2 separate regions of the Hordeum vulgare genome follow, and region 2 is linked to region 1. The links are chromatin contacts, called in public Hi-C maps. All regions are on one chromosome and are shown on one strand. The core of a region is the stretch at or near the end of the contact, and the rest is flanking DNA. Distances in the headings are between cores, read along the strand shown. Region 1 holds the start of LOC123444785 (AUGMIN subunit 7). Region 2 holds the start of LOC123444788 (sister chromatid cohesion protein PDS5 homolog A-B).

What was found. Hi-C and Micro-C count contacts between places; a contact is called where the count stands out from the background.
Region 2: a Hi-C map of seedling shows a contact between it and region 1, with 5 times the contacts expected there. The contact joins the promoter of LOC123444788 here to the promoter of LOC123444785 in region 1. A contact is called at or near these places in 3 of 6 Hi-C or Micro-C datasets (leaf and seedling) and 1 of 1 datasets of contacts at active chromatin or transcription factors (embryo).

Annotation. Positions count from the first base shown.
Region 1 is chr3H:536,217,084-536,224,791 of MorexV3_pseudomolecules_assembly, forward strand. LOC123444785 (AUGMIN subunit 7) reads left to right here and starts at 4,274. Exons shown (of 9, transcript XM_045121628.1): 1 at 4,274-4,516; 2 at 4,658-4,743; 3 at 4,831-4,892; 4 at 5,040-5,131; 5 at 5,363-5,488; 6 at 5,664-5,754; 7 at 5,931-6,038; 8 at 6,193-6,291; 9 at 6,998-7,404. The coding sequence starts at 4,383. The coding sequence ends at 7,186. LOC123444786 (TLC domain-containing protein 2) reads right to left here and starts at 4,188. Exons shown (of 3, transcript XM_045121629.1): 1 at 3,789-4,188; 2 at 2,411-2,688. The coding sequence starts at 4,173. TRNAQ-UUG (a tRNA gene) reads left to right here and starts at 1,450; the gene lies at 1,450-1,521.
Region 2 is chr3H:536,460,731-536,468,438 of MorexV3_pseudomolecules_assembly, forward strand. It overlaps LOC123444788 (sister chromatid cohesion protein PDS5 homolog A-B), which reads left to right and starts at 4,289. Exons shown (of 28, transcript XM_045121636.1): 1 at 4,289-4,516; 2 at 5,692-5,889; 3 at 6,106-6,287; 4 at 7,130-7,250; 5 at 7,417-7,623; 6 at 7,706-7,708. The coding sequence starts at 4,424.

The DNA of each region.
Region 1 (7,708 bases), core at 3,024-5,523:
ATTAGAATGTACTCCTATTTTTGCTGACATTTAGTATTGCCCTGGTAAATTGTACACAGACCTTCAATGGTAGAAATACTCAGTCTAGAGGTTAATAACACTTGAAACATACCCCTGTCTTCTGATTTACATTAGTGTGACTATAACCTTGCCAAAATTTACAGTACACTATCAAGAAAGGAACATTCAGTACCTATACTTGCTAACTTCAGATTAGACGCTGCAACCAAATGTACCACTTCCCGACTGCTTACGGTCGAGACTGAACTGAACTACTTGTTTCAACAGATGCTTATACCCTTGTTCTTAAAATGGGACATCAATGCCTCATTAGTATTATATTCTAGCAATGTGATCCAGTACAAAAACTCAAAATCTTGTATTCTAGCAATGTGCGCGGACATGACGAAGAACTAAAATGACCAATGGCGAGTGGTTGAAAGCCAAGATGGACAATCAAGACAATTAGCTTCCAAGGTCATATTGAATGCTGACGACATTACTTGTTCCAAATTGTGAGGATAAACGGAAATGTCTTCTCTACGTATCATCGTTCCGGCAACAGGTTTACTGCAACAAAGTTTGGGCTACAACTTAGTTGCTAAGTCGGCATTACCTCTGTCGTGAAATTGCCAAAGGGGGCTACAAGTTGAGCACAGATTCAATCCTAGGATAGTCAAAGAGCGGTAAGATGAGATGATGGCAGCAGGCGATGAGCTCCAAGGAAGAGGGGGGGGGGGGGGGGGGGTACAACTACTGACAATAGAAGTGAGATATCAGACATGTAAGAAGGACGACCTAACCACGACGAGAATGATGCTAATAGTAACAATGCTTTTGCTATGTGCTTACTTTTTAAGGTGCTATATAGGACAAGTTGTGGAAAATCCACCACCCGCTAATCATGTTGAAGCTACATACATTCTGTTTTCCAATTTTTGTCCCAATGTATCTCAACTCATATGTTGTGTGTTCGTAAGTGCATATAATATATATCCTTGATGCTTAATGAAGAAGAAGAGAAAAAACACCAAACAAACACTAAACACATAGTAAATCCTAATAGCAGCTCAATGAGACGAAATTATCGTACCCACGCAATGGCCTTTGGCTAAAATACAACAACAACAACAACCAAGCCTTTCAGTCCAAACAAGTTGGGGTAGGCTAGAGTTGAAACCCATAAGATCTCGAAACCAAGTCATGGCTCTGGAACGTGGATAGCTAACTTCCACGCACCCCTGTCCATGGCCTTTGGCTAAAATAAATTGAAAAAATAAAATAAGTTATTTGTCAGATATTCCTAGCTACATTTAGCTGCCAAGTGGCAAATGGAAGTAAGTCCAAAGCGGGAAGGAAATTTAACAGGAACCATCAAGTAAAGGAAAATATTTTGGCTGTAAGCCAAATGACAGAAATATAACCATCGGTGTACCACACTCAACAAATGGTTTCGTAGTGTAGTGGTTAGCACTCCAGACTTTGAATCTGGCGACCTGGGTTCGAATCCCGGCGAGACCTACTTTTTAAGCTGATGTTTTAGTATTCCCATGGTACAATGTACTCGCTTTTTTTTCGGGCGTTTAGTATTCGGGAAAAATATCGATTCGCGATTTTTCAGCTGACATTTAGTTTTTCTAGGGTAGAATGTACTCCTAAATTTGCTGATTAGTATTTCCTTGGTAGAATGGACGCAGACCATACAAATTCTCACAAGTGAAAGGAAAGTGTATGCTCCAAATGTATACCTTCCCCACTGATTACAGTGGAGACTGAGCAGAACTAATTATTTCGATAACGTTGTTCTTAAAACAAAAAATGAATGCCTCGTTAATATTCTATTCTAGCAATGTGATGTGCTGACCCATGCAAGAACTCAAAATATTGTATTCTAGCAATTTTAGTGAACATGAAGAAGGAACTGCAATGGCTACTGTCGAGTGGTTTAAACTTTAAAGTCCAGCTGGGAAATCAAAACAGTTAGCCTTCAAGGTCATACTGAATGATAAAGTGAAAGCCTGAAAGGTCTTCTCTACGTCCACTTTGTATTATCATTCCGGCAGAAGGTTTACTGCAATAAAGTTTGAGCTACAACTTATTGATGTGGCGACCTACCGACTATGGCCATGTGTGTGACAGCAGCTCGCAATCCTGAGTTGGAGAGGCAATGATGGTGTACTGATTTACATCACAGGCCACTAAGATGGCCTGTTGGTCACAATTTAGGTCCAGTGTAATTTATAAGTGCAATGAAAGGATCCTCTCTTGAGGAGTACACACCTATTCGTCAACAACTGGGTAAATATTAACCTCACGGCAAATGATAAGACAAAAAACTATTTGAAGACCAAGTAAATCAACTTTGTTAACAAATTTAAATGCCAGAAAATATGAGAAGAGATATATGTACCTCGCATAGAAGAGTGAGAATTAGGTAGTTGATTGTCACATTCCGATACAGAGCTAGCGTAAAGCAAATGAGCAGAATAAGGTGATGCATCAGAATCCCAGGAATCCATCCACTGTATAGCCGGTAGCGGAGCATATCCAATTGGTCATAAGCAAAGTAGCCACATGAAAAGCACAGAGCAGAATATGCTCCAATCCAACTGCTACCAACTAATTCTTCATGCTGAAACATGTTCTCAAGGCCCTTGGTGCGCCATTGGCACAACAGAACAAAGATAACTGCAAGTCGAGATAGGAGTGAGATAGAGATCAACAAGCCTAAGAATTAAATAACACATGGCAGCATCAATGGAACAAACTAAAGAGATAAATATCTACCAAAAAAAAAATTAGTAAGCTTTCGAGAATATGCATTACACACCTATGTAGCCATCCATTTAAAAGAAGGGTCAACAATTTTAAATACTGCAGAGGGAAGGCTCTACAACTTCCTAACTATCTTGAGCAGCACCTCTAAATCTAATGGCACATATCCGACCATCTAGGACATAAATTTCCATTTCTATCATTTTGCTTAGCCATTGTCAATTTGGCGCGAGAGATTTACTGGCAATAAGTATGTGCGAAGAAGTAGTGCATGAAAAGTGATGTTGTTAGAAAGGTAGCGTTCTAAAAGTCAGCCGCCTAGTGCAACTAGAGGGCCACCAGGCACTAGGTGACACCCTTCCTGCTAGCCATTTTATCCCTCCTAGGCCCACCTAATTGGTGTTTAGGCACTAGGTGCTGATTTGCCGCCCAACTGACAGACAAAATGGAGATATTTGGTGCCAAACTAGTGAACTCTTCTGAACACACTTTATACCATCACCATTCTTTTTAAGGGTTGGCAATTTTGAATGGAAAACATGGAAGTATTTGCACGCAAGGCCATTGCATGGTTGCCACATTTACATGGAAACTGAAACCATGCAACCTCTAGAAGCCGAACATGCTATAAACAGCGAGGTAGCAAGCAATATGGGCTTTGAGAAATCCTGCACAATTTCAGCCAATCGAAGCTCAAACGGAGACAATTCTCAACAGCAGAAGTAAGCAGCATCACAGTGAACAACGATACTAACACTAACAGTACATAGCTCATAGTGCTCCCTTTTGTCCAGGGCCGACCAAATTGCATCAAGCTTCAAGCATCAACGGGTTTACGGACTGATTAATCTGCCGCGCCCTCTCTATCCCCACCAAATTCGCGCAACGCTGGAAGTCAACTAGGCGGGCGTACCCTTTCTTCTACTAGGCGATTAACCCAAAGCACGTGCACGGGAAAAGCGACGGGACGAAATGTGAGGGTTCGGGGAGGGGGGGAGAAAGAGAGGCGAGACCTGAGGCGGAGGTGAGGGAGGAGTGGAGCAGAGAGACGGCGGTGTTGACGAAGAGCGGGTCGCGGGAGACCGCGGCGCGGACGGCGGTGTTGGCGGCCTGGAAGAAGGCGAAGCCGGCGGCCACGGCGGCCAGCTCGCGGCGGCCCCGCGCGCCGATCTCGAACCCCACCGACACGGCCCACAGCACCAGCGTCGCCGCGAAGAAGGCGCTCGTGTCGCCCGCGCCGGCGCGGCGGGGCGGCGGCATGCGGGCGTCGTGGCGAGCCGAGAGCCGCACCCGTCCACGCGCTAGCCGCCTAGCCCCCTCTCCCCTCTCCGTCGGCCGCTTTGGTTGGACCGCTCGCCTGTTGCTTTCCGGGCCTGGAACCCGACACGCGGGCCCCATCTCCCATCTCTAGTCTCTAGGAGATAGAGAGAGAAGCGATCCTTCGAAATTTGAAACGAAAATAATTCGGTGGGTAGAAAGAAGAAAAGAAATGCCCCGAGCGTAACGTCATCCATCTCGCTCGCTGGGCCGTCCCCGTCGGCTCGATCCCCACAGCCCAACGACCACCAAGCCGGCCGGCCGCCGCGAGCGGGGAGGATTGGTTCGCCATGGCGTCGAAGCAGATGGAGGAGATCCAGCGGAAGCTGGCGGTGCTGGCCTACCCGCGCGCCAGCGCGCCCGCGCAGTCGCTCCTCTTCGCCGGCGTCGAGCGCTACCGCCTCCTCGAGTGGCTCTTCTTCCGGTACGTGCGCCACCGCCCGCCCCCCGCATTTCCGCCCCGACCGAGCCTCCGCCGCGTGTTCCGGCGCGGGTTTCGGGGCTCGTAGGGTTTCCGAATTGAGGGTTTCATCTGCTGACCTGCTGCTGCCGCTGTGGTCCGGAGGCTGCTCGGCGACAGATCGCCCTTCACGCAGCAGAACTGGCAGGGGGACAGCCTCGACCGCGACGAGGAGAACAGCAGGATCCAACGTAAGGTTTCTGCACACCTGTTTCGCGGCGCTGGATTGGGAAATGCTTGCTCGCGCCTGGTGCTGATGGTTGGTTGGGGTTGTGCAGACTTGGCGGAGATCGCGAATTTCCTCGGTATCACGCCTTCAGTCGACACTGAGGCGATTCAGGTAAGAGGAATGCAGCTCTTTGTTCTTTGAGGCTTACATTTGTTGAGTATTAGCTTTTGTTACTCACGGATGACAGATCTCTGGCGTGTAGTGTGGTGAGAATCACAAACTCAGATCCAGCGTGTCTCATCTTTTGTGGGATTGCAGGGCAGGGGCAGCTACGACGAGCGGGTGGAGCTCCTCCGTCTAATTGTTGACTTGGTGGAAGCTAGCTGCTATGCCGACAATCCAGAGTGGAGGTTGGTTTTACACTTTACTGTCTGTGGCATACTTTTGCTATGCTGATTATACGAAAGCATTAGTCACTGATAATCAGTAGCTATTTCAGTTAAACATTTTCCAGCACTGTAAACAGAAAGGAATATTTGATGTAAAATGCTCTTCATTGTACCGAAAGTATTAGATGCTGTTTTAACCTCGGTATTAGGGCATCTGATATATAAATTACCTGACAAATTGCTCCCTGGTAGTGTTGATGAGCAGTTGGCAAAGGATGTACAACTTGTAGATTCCATTGCTGAGAAACAGGCGCAAATTTTTTCAGAGGAGTGCAAGCTTTTTCCTGCAGATGTCCAAATACAATCAATTTACCCCCTGTAAGTGCAACCATTATATTCTTGTCATCAATTGTATTATTTAGAAGTTTCAGAGTTATAGCACCCATATAATTCCTTAAATGGTTTGAATCTATGTTGCTGTCTTGTGACTCCCAGTTGACAAGCAATTTCAAGAACCACCACCATTTCACTGAGTTAAATTATCATTTTGCAGGCCTGATATAGCAGAACTAGAGTTGAAGCTCTCTGAGTATACCAAAAAGATGTCAAATCTGCAACAGATGGTTCAGGAGCTAGCCTCAAAGGTATAAATTCAGCATTGGATCCTACTTCAGTATTCGTACAGCTGTGATTTGATCGTATATATAAAATAGACTTGTACACTTTTAGCTGAAATTCCCGTGAATAGCATGTTTGTTAGTTTGTTGACTGTACTCTGCAGTATACTATTTGTGCTAACAGTGTAGTCTCTGCTGTCCAGTATGACTATAATCCAAACGAAGACTATGCCGAGACAGAGTTGAAGTTGAGGGAACATTTGCAATCATTTCTTGAAACAGTTAAATCCTTCAATATGATATACACTAAGGTGAATATCTTATGCATCGTTATGTAATTTTCTCCCTGTACCTCCTCTTTATATTCCAGACAAGCAACCTTGACATGAATATCATTTGTACTTCTGATTATCATTTTCCATGTGTTTTGAGATGTTAGTTGATAGAAGTTATTTGGCACTGTAGGAAATTCATCCTTGGACCCACATGATGGAGGTGCCACAATTGCATGGGTTTGGTCCAGCTGCTAACCGCTTGTTAGAGGCTTATAACACACTTTTAAAGGTACTATCTGAATTTTTCTATTCGTTTATTGATCACTTTGTTGCTCATTTGAATTTCTTGTCTATCTCTGGCCTGCATCTCATGATCTGGTTATTTGAACTTTTGATTGGATGAAATAGTAAAAGTTCATTTGTTAGTAGGCATTCAGTATGTCATAATACTGTCATAGTTCTATGACATTTCTTTCAAGTTTCAATGCACTTGTTATTATTATAGGCAAATTATTTTCCTGCAACATGAACTTAATGCACAGGACAGATGTTTGTTTTTCCCTGTGAAAAACTCAAAAATAGTTTCCGTACTAAACCTTACTGGTGTTATTTTTGAAATGCTGATGGCCGGCAATAATATCTTTTTAACTCTAGCCGACAGGAATTAAACACCCTGCTGCAAATTTAGAATCAAATCTGACTAGCTTCAAATATCTACAAGCCTGGAAGTTATGTTTAGTATAAGAAATACCAAATATCTGGCTAGCTCCTTGTATTCTGCTCTATGAAACATCTCCAAAATATTAGTATGAGATAACATGGTATGGCTTTATGTAGAATTACACAGTATCATCTACTGTGTAAGTGTTGACAGTTCATAGCTCTTATAATCCATGTCCTTTCAAGTAGTTAGCATACTCTGGCTAAGTGTTGACAGTGTTAACCTTACTCATACAAACATGCTTTGACTTGAGTGTTTTATTTGTGATGTGCAGTTCCTTGGAAATTTGAGGAGCCTGCGAGATTCATATACAGCAATGGCAGCTGGGTCACTTTCAAATTCAAGCGAGCCTTCATCCGTCACAAAAATCATTTCAGACTGTGAATCCGCGCTCACGTTCTTAAACAACAGCCTTGCCATCCTTTCAACTTCCGTGGCACGGGAGCAGGGTGAAACGCTGTGATTTTATGGCCGTCTTATACCAAGATTCAACTCTGGTACACGGGTGTAAGCTTGTAGTGATTCAGTTGTTTGCCTTTTGGTTTCAGTTGAGGCGCGGAGTAAAGCTTGTGTTCCCATTGTCGGTGTGGTTGTGTATTTGTGTGTGGTTGTTGATTCTTTTGCAGTTGTAACTTGTGACGTTCAGTGAACAATTCTTATAAATTTGGTAGCATAGCACTAGTTAACTGTGTTCCTACAAGGTGCATTCTTTGACTGACTGGCATATTATCCAATACACTGTCTATCAAGATGGGCTTTGTCGTATAAAAGTTTATAGAGGGAGTATTTGTGTTGTATTAATTAAGGAAAAAAATACAATGGAAACAGAAAATATCCTATGAAAACTTAGGAATGTGTATGTCCTTCACTACGGAACACCGCCACCGTCATCTTATATTAGTGGAGAAATGGCTAGCCACAACTCTTGATCGTCACGCACCGTTTCTAACCAACGTCAGCAATAATATTTTTAAATAGTGATTTC
Region 2 (7,708 bases), core at 3,039-5,538, 240 kb after region 1:
GTGGCAAAGTTGTGTCTCAACGGCCCTAAACCTCTAGTATATATAGGAGGAGGGAGGAGGCAGCCTTGGCGCATCAAGGGAGTCTCCCTTGGGTCGGCCAAAGTGGAGGAGGGAGGAGTCCTCCTCCAATCCCACTTGGATTAGGACTCATTCCTTAATTTCCCACCTCTTTTGGATTTTCCACTTTTTCCTCATGGGCTTTCCTTGGATGACTTTGTCAGCCCATTATACCTTATTGCATATCCAATAAACCCATGTGGACCCCTTGGGGCATGGTGGGCCCAGCCAGTGGGCCCCCGGAACCCATTCGTCACTCCCGGTACACTGCCGGCAATGCCTGAAAACCTTCCGGAATCCAAATAGCAACTTCCTATATATCAATCTTCGTTTTCAGACCATTCCGGAACTCCTCGTGACGTCCGGGATGTCATCCGGGACTCCAAACAAAAATTCGGTCACCAACACATATAACTAAACTATACCAAAACGTCACAAACCTTAAGTGTGCAGACCGTGCGGGTTCGAGAACTATGAAGACATGGCTTGAGACACTCTCTGGTCAATAACCAACAGTGGGACCCGGATGTCCATATTGGCTCCTACATATTCTACGAAGATCTCTATCGGTTGAACCTCTATGTCAAGGATTCATATAATCCCGTATACTATTCCCTTTGTCCTTCGTATGTTACTTGCCCGAGATTCGATCGTCGCTATTACCATACCTAGTTCAATCTCGTTACCGGCAAGTCTCTTTACTCGTTTCGTAATATACAAGATCCCGTAACTAACACCTTAGTCACATTGTTTGCAAGGCTTATTGTGATGTTGTATTACCAAGTGGGCCCCGAAATACCTCTCCGTCACACGGAGTGACAAATCTCAGTCTTGATCCATGCCAACCCAACAGACACCTTTGGAGATACCTGTAGAGCACCTTTATAGTCACCCAGTTACGTTGCGACGTTTGATAACCCACAAGGTATTCCTCCGATGTTCGGGAGTTGCATGATCTCATGGTCATAGGAACAGATACATTGACATGCAGAAAATAGTAACAATAAACTGACACGATCATATGTTATGTTTATAGTTTGAGTCTTGTCCATCACATCATTCTTCCAATGATGTGACCCCGTTATCAAGTGACAACACTTGCCTATGGCCAGGAAACCTTGACCATCTTTGATCAACGAGATAGTCAACTAGAGGCTCACTAGGGACAGTGTGTTGTCTATGTATCCACACATGTATTTGAGTTTTCAATCAATACAATTCTAGCATGGATAATAAGCGATTATTATGAACATGGAAATATAATAATAACCAATTTTATTATTGCCTCTAGGGCATATTTCCAACACAAGGTGGATGCTCATTTCGGTATTGGAAAGAAGAATACATCGATTTATTGATAGAAAGAAACTTAATAGATGTTCGTGCAATCCTTAGTATAATTGAGGCTAACGATGCAGCTGCATGTGCAATTAGAGACGATTTTAGAGGGGAAGCAACGTCTAATTCTTTAGAAGAAGAATGAAGAATGTAATATGAAGAATCCCAGATCAACAATGAATGCATGGAGAAGATGTTAATCCAACTAGTGGGAGCAGTTATGGAAGTTGGATATCTTCTAAAATGCATAATTATGGTTCTTGTTTTTTTGGTCTTGCTGTTTTAGCATAGATTTGGTGAATTATGATGTATACAATGCCTTTGAAAAAATAAAGAAGCAAATAAAATGTTTTCATGTTTAAAATTGGAAGGGAAATAACAGATTTTGCGGGACGGTGTGGACGGCGTCGAGCACACCCCGCAAAACGGACCCGTATAAAAGGATATTCGCTCACGCCGGCCCGCAAAAGCGTTTTTTCGCGAACTTCAAGCGACTTTTGCGGGTCGGTTTTGTACGGAGTCTGCTAGAGATGGTCTAAAAAATGGATGGTAAAAGCGGACAATTAAAAGGAATGAACCGCACGATGAGCAGACATGCAAGGAAACCTTTAAAAGAAATGAAGGACGTGGTGCATCTGTTAAATGGATTGATCTCATTGTTGGTGTGTTCAAACAAGAAAAGAAAAAATGATTGTGGGCTACATGGACAATGACACATTTAAACTAGATTAGCCATAATAATAATCAAAATGGTCCCTCAGCTCATCTGCATCTGATGAAAAGCAAAATATAAAAAAACTGAACCTTTTTGGCTCATAAGATGCTAAAGTGCGTGCAAAATTTCGGGGTGTTTGGACCTTCGAGGAGCATGTGACAAAAAAGACAAAATCAGCTCCAAGCAGTTTTTCACATCATCCAAAGGAACATCTTGCACTCCAAAAATCACTTTTATATTTATTTTCTTGATTTTACTATTCATTGCTGGAAGAATCTGGGCACGGGAGCCACAACGCTACATCCTCACATTGGAGATATCCTTACCACCGGAGCTAAGGCTTACTTCATGATTAATGTGCGACTGAGGCTCATAAGATGGTCCCTCGGCTCATCTGCATTCGATGAAAAGAAAAATATCAACAAAATCTGAATCTTTTTTGGCTCGCAAGATGCTAGAATGCGTGTAAATTTTCGGGGCATTTGGACATTTGAGGAGCGTGTGGCAAAAAAGACAAAATCAATTTCAAGCAGTTTTTGACATCACCCAAAGGAACATCTTGCACTAAAAAAATCATTTTTTTCTTCTTTGTCGATTTTACTATCCATTGGTGGGAGGATGTGGGCATGGGAGCCACAATGCCACATCCTCGCATTGGAGATATCCTTACCATCGACGCTAAGGCTAACTTCGTGATAAATGTGCAACTCACGCTAAGTGGTCCACCAGTCTAATAATGCATGACAAAGGGGGTAACATAGTCCCCGCGTTTCTTCAAGACTTTGACGTGCGCCTCCGTGCAGGTGGTGACACTGTCTGGATATAGTGTTGCATCGATGGTCGTTTTGGTCATGGGGTGACTAGCGTTTTTCTCGTAGCGGAGCATGAAGTGTTGTGCTTGTAAATACATATTTTTTTCATTGCAATGCACGCGCATATGTCCGAGTGCTTGTCTAATGGAAAAGTCTTTGTCCTTTGGACCCCAACTTTTTTTAAAAAAGAGAAAAGAAAAAACCCCGTAGTGTGGTAGTGGGTTGAATTGGGCTAGTGCATGCCTTCCCTAGCCTCGACCCAATCCGTCTCATCCGATGCTCCGAGCGCGGGAGCTGCTTCCCATGGGCGGCAAACCAATTTGCGTGGTGTCGTGGTCCTCCCGACTCCTCGAGCGAGTGTTCTTGAAAGGAAAAAACTAATTTCTTGAGTTTTTTCTTCGACCGCTGCTATGGGTCAGACGGATGATTTCATGAAGAAATCATCCGCTAGCGAGCCGTTAGATCTGGCGCTCGATCTGGCGGTGCATCCGTAGCAGTAGGTGTTGTCCATGACAACATTAAGCGTCGGCAAAAGCTTCATAGCAACACCAGCAGCGAGACGAAGCTGTAACGGAGCACCGGCGCCGCAGGTGAAGCTCCGGTGCAGCACCGGCGAAGCTCCATTGCAACTCTGATCGAGCTTCATTGCAACCTCGACAAAATCTTCGACGGCTCCGACGAAGCTCCGTTGCAACTCCGGCAGAGCTCCATTGCAGCCCTGCCGGAGCTCCAACGCAACACGATGCTCCGGCGCAACTCCATTGCAACTGCGGCCGATCTCCATTGCACACGCAACAAAGCTCCTAAATAGCACCGACGTCTCCGGCGGAGCTGAATTGCAACTCCGATGCTTCGCAACACCGCACCTTGTGACGAAGCATGTAATCTTCCCCGGAACCGATGAGATCGCCGCAAGAACCGCGGCCGGGGCCGAGAGAGACATCGCTAGCAAGGAGGGGATTGCTCGAGACAGACGACGAGGTCTGAATGACAGAGAAGATAATGCTGCATCGGTCCGCAGGGACACGTGGCGAGAGAGGGAAGCTATTTAAGAGGTGGGAAAATCATCCGCCTGATTTTAAGTGTTTTTATTTTTCTTTGCGAAATACATTTAGGTTACGGGTTTTACCATCAGCATTCGCATGTAGCGTGAAACAGCTATCAGTCTCGCATACCCTGTTTTGTTTTTATCCTGGGGCATTATTTCTTTTTCACATTCGCTCCTCTGGTTAAGCAGAATATAATCTGGGTCCTTGGGGGAAATGTCGCCGGCAGTGGCAGGTGCGTGCGTGCTCCGGAGGGTGCAACGGCAAAATAGCCTGCCGTCCCCAACCCCAAACACGCCCGCCCCTCTCTGAGACGGACTGCCTTTTCCCGTACTCGCAATTCCATCCATGGCCTCCCCTCCCCTCCCGGCCCTCACCCCAACCCCCACCGCCTCCTAGCCCACCAGCCCAGGGTTTCGCGCCCCGAGATCGAAGCCGCCGCCGCCGCCGGCGCAATGTCGGGCTCGCCGGGGCAAGTCGTGAGCGAGGTCGGCAAGCGCCTCGCGCAGCCGCGCCTCGGCAAGGACGCCCTCGTCAAGCTCCTCAAGGTGACCGCCCCCGTCCGTCCCGCAACAGTCCTCATCCGATCTAGACCCGCTCGCTCCCGTTCCCGTTCCTCGCGAGACGCTGTGCTGCTTTTGGGGCTTTGAAGTTGGCTTGAAGGGCACCGCTGATTTTAGTGGTTTTTTTTGGGGTTTCTCGAACACTGACTGTAGTGGCACCTGCTAGTGCTGAAATTCGAGGTAGCTGTGGTTCATGAGTCCGCTCTAACCTCTATGGGACTAGGAGGGCCGTGGGTACTGATGGCTTGACGAATTCGAGCATGATGTAGCAATTCGTGGGATGGGGCACACATGGGCATGCTGAAGAGGTTTAGGTTGTATGTTCCCCATGCTTATGTTTCACATGACAGTTTGAGCAAATCTAGCCTTGGAGGTGTTTAGTGTCAAGTCAGCATTGGTCTAGGGTGTTTATGATTACTCATAACGTTTCCCCTTCTGTTTAAAAGAGGTACCAGTCCCTGCCAACTGGAAGCAGTCAGAGAGCGTTCAGTTCATTCTCACATATTTATATTTTACTGGCAAACAATTTTGTGAGTATCTGTTGTTTCAAGTTTGCCTGTTTGTGAATTGCTAATATGAAGGAAGGTACTAGTAATGGAGTCTTATGGATAAGGAATAAAGGGGATATGATTTTTCAGGCTTCAACCTATTCATTATCTTAAACGTCAACAACATTTGAGTATTTCGATCCATTTTACATGATAAACAGGTCAACTGGAGATCAAGTGGGTTAATTTCGGTCCTTGCCTTTTTCCTGAAACAGATAGTTGCCTTTTTACTGTTATACGAGAATACAGTTTTGATCTGGCTGTACTGTACTTGTATTTGATCGAGTGTTTGGGGGAGTTTAGAGCAATGGCTTTGTACAAACACATTGTTGGATCTCTACCTGAACTGTTCTCTAGCTCTCATTAGGGGTTACATATTTGCATACTTTTGTTCAATGCATGTATACTATGACAACCCCCTCCGACAGTTGAACCTTGAACCTATTAAGACAGGGATGCAGGCTAGCTCACTGTAATCATCCGAAGGAAAAAGAGTAGCGCATTAATACTTTACAGCTTGACATTTTCTTTAATTGGTTGTTTCTTTTCATTATTTTTTCTCTGAATATATTTGAATTTACTTCCATAACATCTTTTTGTTATTATCTGCAGCAAGCTGAAAGTGCTTTATCAGAGTTGAGTCAGTCCTCCTCTCTGCATGATGCTCTAAGTCCTTTGAGTAAATCACTGGTCCAGACCACTTTACTTAGCCACAAGGACAAGGATGTCAGACTTCTTGTTGCTGTCTGCTTCATTGAAGTTATGCGAATCCTTGCACCTGATCCACCTTTTACTGACGAAATATTTAAGGTATTTAACACTCATGACTTTCCATGCTTGTCTGTCAGTGACTTCTTGTACCGTTACCATTTAGAGTTGTGAAAATATGAAACACTACCTAACAGTCATATTGTCAGATTATTTCTGTAACATTATCCATTTTTGGTTTTTGAGTTATTTAATGTCAAAGAACAATTGGGATAAGGGCCACACTCCTATAACACTATGTCAACTGTTTTATCTCAGGAAATATTTAGGCTCTTCATCAGCGAATTTTCAGGGCTTGCAGACACTGGGAGTCCATATCTTACGCGAAGGATGAAAATATTGGAGAATGTTGCTGCGCTTAGGTGCTCTGTAATTATGGTTGACACTGGTTGTCAGGATTTGGTTCTTGATATGGCCAAAATATTCTTCTCGGCAGCGCAGTAAGACTTAATCTACCACTCTTGTTGTTATACGCCTATATTTTGTTACAACAAAAAATCAAGCTTAAATTCTGATGCTCATTTATCAGTATCTTTCAATTGTAAATACATTGATCTTACTCATACTGACTTTGATTTGAAAATCACGAGTACATTTTTCACTTATGTCCTATCAATCGGTTTCTTTTTGTGCCGTCTTCCCATTTTGAGATTTTGGAATTCTGAAATCATCAAGATATCCAACACTGTGTATCACATCATCAAGATCTCCAATACTGTTTACCGCAAACTGTAAATATGCTATGCTATGTTTGTTCTTCCATTGAGATGGCTATTTCTACGTATTATTATTGTTATTTATGGAGAAAGCTATGAACTCTCAAATCGCCAGGTTCCCATTTCCATGTATCACAGTAAATGCCAGTGTGCACTATCATGTTTGCTGTAGAACTTTTCAATACATAATGGGATCTCATGGGTTCCTTATCAAGTGCAACGGGCGATGTACCTAGTGTATGGAGTTGATTTGGTGAACATCTCTTGGCCACAAAAGAGTTGCATATGCTCCTTGTTATACTAATTCTCTTGTTGTCCTTAGACATGTTAAGTAATTGGCGCATTCATTTTCCTTAAATGAATTTATACTCATAACCAAACTGTTATCCTTGGCTCTGCAAGAGCAGAAATTCCATCATGCAAGTAGCTTGCCCTACGTTCTGTGTGCTAATTCATGACGTGCTCATATTTAAAGTTGTCTGCCACACATAATTACTGTTTCTGAAAATTTAAATCGGATTCTTTTCATTAAGTGGTTAACTCCTTGATTATGAAATTGTTTACAGGCAAGGTCTTCAGCAATGCGTGCACCAGGCTATGCTATCGATAATGATACAAATATTAAATGAAAAAGTTACTCAGCCTCTTCTGGATGTGATTTTCCGCAATTTAGTAAAAGAGGACAAGGTAAATTCTTTACTGTTCATTTTGTATTAACTGTAAGTTGAGGTTGATGGTACGAGTAATGTTTCCTGACAATATGTTCTTCTCTGCATGAATATAACTTAGATATTTGGAAGCCTGCATTATTTGTTCATTGGTCCAACACGTTTGTTTCTTGTTGCCCATGCAGGGAGGAGCCCACAAGCTTGCTGTTGACATCATTCAAAACTGTGCTGAGAAATTGGAGCACATAGTTCGATTTTTTTTGACATCATGTATTTTGAGCAAGGATGCACCAGTTAATGGGAAGCTGCATCATAAAATTATTCTGGAAATATTCCAGTGTGCACCCCAGATGCTTTTTGCTGTTATTCCATGCTTAACTCATGAGCTCCTGGTATGTTATTTCCTTTTAACTTTGTTACACTATTATATTTGCATTGTATTCTCCCTGAACATGATCATCTGCCTCCCCTCAGAGT